Regions from separate parts of the Anser cygnoides genome. Here region 1 is linked to region 2. A link is a contact called in public Hi-C data. All regions are on one chromosome and are shown on one strand. Each heading gives the region's core, a stretch centred on a gene start, on an enhancer-like site or on the middle of the called end of the contact. The rest is flanking DNA. Distances are from core to core; before and after follow the strand shown.

Region 1 (3,483 bases), core at 762-3,261, 110 kb after region 2:
CCAAATACATGTTTCCTGAGCTTTCTATTTGTTGACTGACGTCCTAGCAACTAACACCAGGTTAGGTAGTTGTTTTAAGCATTTTTCAAGGGAATTCCAAGACCTTTACACTTCTAAAACAATATTTCCCCTCCCTTTTTTTCTTTCGTTTCTTTTTTTTTCTGAGTTTAACTGCAAGGCAGAAGTTTCCAAAATGACTGCAAAATGTCTGCAGAAACTGAGCATATGCCATAATGCAGTTCAGCTGCAAGAAACTTTTCTGCAGTACAGCTGTCCATATAGCAGTCCATATACAGCAAGACCATGCATTTCTGTGCTGTGAATTTTTTTTTAAGATGTTCTACTTGGATCAGAATGGTTTCAAATTCACTGTTGTTTCAATGAGATCTGAAGTTATGCAGCAATTTAGAAGTTCTGCCTCCTCATTTTTGTTTATCCCTAAACACCAAATCTTATTTTTTTTTCCTTTGTTGTCATATACAGCAAAAACTCCATTTATTTTAATAGAAGCAAAATATAATGTGATTTTTGCAAACAATGTAAGCACTGGGAGAAGGTTTGTGTTCATTTAATGGTGATGCCAGCAATGGAATAAGCTTAATTAGCTGAGATGATTACATTATAATCTAAACTTTTCCTATTTCACCATCTGAATAAATAGGCAGGCTACTCTTCTATGAGTTACATTCTAGGTCAAATAAAAACTTACTTCTTTGCTTGCTTAAAAAATAGGAAAAGGATAGGGTACATAAAGCTGTGTGTTTCAAAATACAGGACCGACATTTCTCCTGCTTTTTCCTCTTAAATGCAAAATCCATGCATATATACACATATATTTATGAGTGTAAATATATATGCATATACATATATGTGTATATATTCAGCCTGAACACCATTTAAATGAATGTAATTTCTTTGATATCTTTTCTGATAATTTGAGCTATCAGCCAAGGCAGATTTCAAAGCTTAATACAAGCATCTCAGCCAAGAGAATTTGTCTTCATCGGTAATGCACAAATAATATGAAAAATACTTACAGATTAGTTTTCCTTCATTGCTTGTATCTGTGGTGAAATCAAAGAAAGGGATAATGCTACAAGAACTTTGTGTCTAATGAAAACGGGGAAGATATTGAATAAATTAGGGATCAAATTCTAAATTCACTTTTAAAAAATTCAATCTCTGAACTATTCTTGTAAGTATCTTGTTAAAATCAGCTATATTTAAAAAAAAAAAAAAAAGGCATAACAGAAATGATTCTTATCTCATCCATACAAGAGCCTAAACATAATACAGAGGCTTTCTTCCAGCTGGCCAGAGAGTTCAGGTATTACATTTCTGCTCTGATACAGAGGTTTCTGCTCTCATGTGCAGGTCAGTCAAAATAGTTCACATATTTGCAAAGAACGGTGGGTCCTTTTTTCAGGTGTTATTCAGCAAATACCTGGGCATAAACTCAAGCAATTTCAGTTTGCAAACAACTAATAAAAGATTGGCAAGATAAGTTCTGCACATTCATTGTAAGAAATGAATCACAGAGATCTGAGCTTTACCTCTGCTTTTCCTTTTATTTAATGAAAACCTTTCCTGGGAACATTTGTAGCTGGAAGAAAAGAAATGGCACATTAACAACAGTTTGATGTTCTTATTCATGGGCTTCACAAGCCTCATCCAGAGAATATTGATTGAGCTCAGAGAAAATATAAACCACTCTTGGAGAGAGCATGACTAATCTGAACGCTACCTGCAGGGGCTACAGAAAGCTCTGGGCCTCAAACTGCAGCACACAGGCTCTCTGAGCCATTTCGGGTTGAAATTTAAAAAAAAAAAAAAAAAAAAAAAGCCTTTGTGGCTATCAGGAAACTCTTAGTAGGAGAAGCTGAGTCATAACTGCCTGTTTAGTTTTAAAATGTTCCCAGCTTTCTTCAGGCTGAGATAAATAGCAACTGGCTTTGTTCGTGCCTGCTGAAACTCCCCTGCCTCCCTGTCCGCGCCCCCTCAGGAGCCCAGCCGTGCAAGTCTGCTCGTTGGGAAATCTTTCTGTTTCCCAGGCTGGCAAGGCAGCCTTCCCTTCTGCTCTGTCCTCAGCGGCCTTGTCATTCCTGCTGCCGAGGGAAAGAGAGTAGCGCACCCTGCAAATTCACTTGTAGGACTCTCCCCACATGCTTTTTTTTTAGTCCCCAGTTTAAAAAAACAAACAACAATCTGGTTTCCTTTGAGGAAAATTAAGTCATTTTCTGAAAGCACTGGGGGAAAAAACAGGGTTGTGAGTTACACTGAAGCCGCTTTCCTCTCCTTCTCTCTGCTGAAGGTTCCTGGATAGCAAACTCCCAAGGGCTTAGCAGGTACCTGAGGGTGCCAGCAGGCTTCAGGGAAGCAATTGTACTACCTTCTTCTGTTGTTTTTGTCTCTCCAGAGGGATAGAAGGCAGGATTGGTTTCAACTACACTTTGAGGCTTCTTTTACTCCTTGACTGAGACTTCTGTAGCTTGACACCAGCCTCGTGGCTGCAGGGCAAACGGCAGCGTGACAGAGCGTCACGTGCAGCGAGGTGGGGAGGAAGACAAAAAAGAGCTAAGCCTGCGTCAGTTCACCTGTAGGGTCACCCTAAGCCGTGAAAAGTCCTTTCTGGGCTATAGACAACTATTGTTCAGTTGCGGGTATTCTTGGGTTTAAGAGGCAGATTTCCTGTGAGCACTGGATAATGCAGCGTGACAGAGATCCGTGTCGCACAGCTGGCGTGCCTGGAGACATCTTCCTCGTGTCTGCAGTTAGAGGGCTCTTGTCTAGTTTAAACCAGCCTCGTATTGCTTTCCTCCTTTTCAGAACTACTGCTCGTTCATAGATTTGCATTTTGCAGTCCTAGAAGGCATCAGAGCCAGCTGTGGCAGAGTCAAACTCAAGTTTTTAGTGAGGAGCTGGAAGACCCCATGGTAAAGATTATGGCAAGTGCTGCCAGGGATTAGCAGCCACTCTTTCACAACTGCAATTTTACCACATAAGGAGTAAAGAAAAATATTTGTGTTTAATTGAAGATCTTGATTTATAGCTTCCTGAAGAAAAAACGGTGTTAAGGAGAGCAACTAGGAGAGTCAAGATACCTTGTTCAAGTAGCAAATTATTCATAGATTTGATAGAGATTAAGGGAGTCTTGCATTTTTGTGTGGATTAGTGAGCAGATCAGGGGGATAGTTTATTGGTTTTATGTTATAAAATGTCTCTTCTAAATAAAAGCTCTGATACTATCTATCACTTCTGGCATACCACAATTTTTGCCTCAGGGAATATACAGCTCATGGTTTGTTAGCTGGTTCTATTAAGTATTTTGGGTCTTTTTTGCTGTGTGACAGAACCTTCCCTCTGGAGATGAAGCAAGAGAGATTGATGGAGTGTGGGCTTTACTTACAAAGCTCGAGTGACCCCGTAAAAGCTGTGTTAGCAAAAGATTAGCTAGTGCCTAAATGAAGCCATTGAGGCCCTGCG
Region 2 (3,532 bases), core at 398-2,897:
TCGCCTTGAACTCCGTGTTGATGGCGTCGGCCAGCGTGAAGTCCACGGCGTCGTGGAGCCGCATGGGCGGCATGCTGCTCCGCAGCCGCACCGAGGTGGCCTTGGTGGCGTACATGCCGCCGGGCGAGGCGGACACGAAGCGGGCGCTGCTGGGTCGCAGCGAGCTGCCCAGCGAGTACCGGCTGCTGCTGCTCGTCACGTAGCGGCTCGACGTGCCGGGCCGGCTGCCCCCGCCGAACATGCGGCGGTACGAGGAGTTCTTGCTGCTGATGCTCATGGCGGTAGCGGCGGAGCAGAAGAAGAAGCGGGCTTTGTAATCCGGCGGGGAGCTGAGGCGAGGCGAGGCTCTGAGGAGAAGGGCGGTGGCCCCCGCCCGGGCCCCATCTTTTGAGGCGGCGCCGGGCCCGCCCCGAGCCGCCCGCCGCCAATGGCCGCGCCCGGCCCGCGGGGAGGGGACGGCACGGCCCGGGGGGGGGACGGGGCGGGGGGCTCCTGGCGGCGCAAAGCGGGGCGGGGGGCGGCACCCGCGGGCTGCCGAGGGGGGGCTGTGGCTGCCCCGACCCCCCACGCCCCCTCTGGAGCCGGCGCAGTGATTTGGAGGGCGGGTATGGAAAGCCCGGAGCCCGCGCTGGGGCTGTACACGTAGCGCTGAGTCTTTCTGAGAAACCGTTTTTTTTGGTGTGGTTTTTGTTTTTTTTTTTTTTTTGGTTTTCCCTCTTTCTTAACTTTCTGAAAGACAGGAAGGTTAGGGGAGAGTGATGCTAACTCTGCACAGAGGGCTGCCAAACGTCCAGCACAAGCAGAAAAATGAAACGTTTCTGTCTTCCTTTGTCACGAGCAGCCCCCTCAGCTACCTCAGCGCACACACGGCACTTCACGGTGTCCACAGCACTTCACGGTGTCCTCCTCACTTCACAGCACTTCACGGTGTCCTCCTCACTTCACAGCACTTCATGGTGTCCTCCATCCACTCGGGTCTGGCCCTCGGGTAACCGCGGCCCCGGGCCGGGGCTGGTTTTTAGTGTGGATGCCAGGATGATACTGAGAAGCTGCAAGCGGGATCTCGCTGTGCTTTTGGACACAATCCCTGTAACAACTAGGATAGCAGCAGGCTTGGTTTTAGCCAAGGCTTTTTAATAGGCTTTTGCTTTTAATTTCAGTAGGCAAACCACCAGAGTCCTCGGAAGGCCCCTCTCCGAATGATAACTATTCACTAGACTTGATCCCCAAATAGCCTCAAAGGCCAGGCAAAAATCCCAGTGTTTCCAGAGCAGTGGTGCTACCCAACTGGGGCTGCCCAGCGGTAGAGACGAGTGATGTTGGTAGTACAGGGCATAGCATGTGGCAGAGAAAAACTAGACTGAGTAGCAGTAAGAACACTCCCCAAGATCATTTTCAGCATGAATGCAGAAGTAATTTAAGGGAGATGATGGAAGCCCATATCATTTAGAGAGTATAAAACTTGACTGGCCAAAGCATGAGGCATGTTCTCTAGGGAGCAATCCTGCAGTGACATATCTCATAAGTGACACATTTTTCCTCTTTGTGATAGGAAGTGACTGATATAGCATAGAGATATTAACTGTAATGTATTCCTTCAGCACTTATGGGATGCAAAACTACCACTGATTTTTAATTCTTTTCAACTTGCAGTCCTGCAGAAGCAAGTATCTGCACTGGAAATTCTGATAAACCTGAACACGAGCAGTGGGCAGACGGTAAGGTCATTTTCTTACCCCAATTCACAGTGAACACAGCTATTCTGCTTCAGGTATTGTACCTTACGAGGAAGAATTGAAGCCTATATATTTTATTAATTTTTGTTTGTTTGTTTGCTTTTGGTGTGTTTTAGTTTGATGGCAACAAGAAGTAAAGGAATACAGTTTGTGTCTAAATGTCGGTAATTTTCTTTGTCGTGCACAGAAGCTTAGTAGCAACAATGAAGCTGACAAGGTTGAGCTACTGAAGTGCTTGCAGCATGAGTCCTAGCCTACAGCCTGCTTCATTCACGCCCTGAATAGGAGGTAGGGGCCATTCAGCCTTCCTGAGGCTGGCTGGCTCTTCGGTCCTCTGACAGTGCTTTGTTCAAGCCATCAAGTTTGAGCTATAAGGCTCTGTGAGTCCTGGCACAAAAGTACACGCTTCTTGTATGAGCAGGCAAAAAGTAAAGCGGCACATAGCATACAGCCTCACAGAGTAAAGACGCTTTACTCAGCAGCGCCGATAGTTGTAACAGATTGTTGGTTTTTGAAAGGTGCGCCATGCTCAATCTGTTTCTCTTAATAGACCACAACTTGTTTCTACTCCACAAAACCTTTTATGGCACACACATGCAACTGTCATCCTTCTTTCAGAAAATGCTTTGCCCCTAAAATTCAGGGAAGTGTTTGTTCTGGTAAATAAATATGACCTCCTTCCCCCTTGTTTCGAACGTAATTTCCATATGTTTATGCCAATGCTACCATATGTACTCTTGGCTACCTGCCTCATTGCTGTTTCTCACTGTGAAATTTTCCTAAAAATGTTAGGATATTGTCAGTTGTCAGACTTACAATAAACTCTAAAGTGCCTTTTGCTGGTTGGCATTTAACACAGGTGCAGAAATGGAGGAAGCTCCAAGTTTCTTGTAAGGCTGTGATAAACATAACCTATATTTGCATCCCAAACCCAAAGGGGAACAAAAACTGGGCTCTTGAAATGCAGAAAGATCTCCACAGTACTTGGCAGCAAAGGTATCTCAGCATAGCTGTAAAAATCATGGAGAGTGTACTTGTTTGAACTGAAATAAAACCACAGTAATAGGCCTAATTTTAAAGAAAGTGCCATGGGACTCTTGGAGACCCTGGCCAGTCAGGATCTTGACCACTTCTTACATGAAGGATACACAGCTAATAACATCACTAAACGCCACGTAGGGGATTATTCATAGACTGGTCTGTTAATGAAGGATCACCTGCATTGTTCATTGCCTTCCTTTGCAATTCAGTGCTCAGCCAGGCCAGCTGCTGTTCAGCCTGCTGCCACTTATCTCTGCAGAGGTAGATCAGAAGAAAGCCAATGGCACTCTGAAAAGGAAATTTGTATTTTTCTTGTGAGCCTTTCGGCTGCTACATTTGTTTTTGGCCTTCTTAATTTTTATTTTTTTATTTTTTTGGCCAGAGAATTGATGTCTTGGTTCACAGCCAAGAATAAATACAGAATCAGTGCCTATAAGTGTAGCAAAAAAAAACTGGATTGTTGCTTAACTTTCATTAACAGGGAAAAAGGGTATGCATAGGGAGAGAGTGCAGATGCCTAAACTATTTTACACTGAAAATCTGTTACACTAAGAATGAAAAATCCTTTGTAACAGTCAGAACTTCTCTGACAAGTAGGTGTTGGTCTGAAAACATCACTGAAAATAATGAAATTCACATTATTTTCATTTGTTATTTGATTTAAACAGCAAGAAACTAGAGAAATTTCGTCCAAATATTGAATGTGCTTTCCTATTATTATAAACTAAACAGATTTGACTCATTTCATTAATTAG

The links. Hi-C and Micro-C count contacts between places; a contact is called where the count stands out from the background.
Region 1: a Hi-C map of granulosa cells shows a contact between it and region 2, with 1.6 times the contacts expected there. The contact joins the enhancer-like site here to the promoter of TRDMT1 in region 2. A contact is called at or near these places in 2 of 7 Hi-C or Micro-C datasets (granulosa cells and liver).

The regions. Positions count from the first base shown.
Region 1 is chr2:22,218,165-22,221,647 of Taihu_goose_T2T_genome, forward strand. All of the region lies in intron 28 of CUBN (cubilin), which reads left to right. Among named protein-coding and RNA genes, the nearest start is that of CUBN, 62 kb to the left of the region's middle. Within about 2 kb of position 2,012, at least 1 of the 3 cell types and tissues checked has open chromatin away from gene starts, as enhancers often do.
Region 2 is chr2:22,104,210-22,107,741 of Taihu_goose_T2T_genome, forward strand. It overlaps TRDMT1 (tRNA aspartic acid methyltransferase 1), which reads left to right and starts at 1,648. Exons shown (of 12, transcript XM_048061821.2): 1 at 1,648-1,718. VIM (vimentin) reads right to left here and starts at 368. Exons shown (of 9, transcript XM_048061750.2): 1 at 1-368. The coding sequence starts at 277.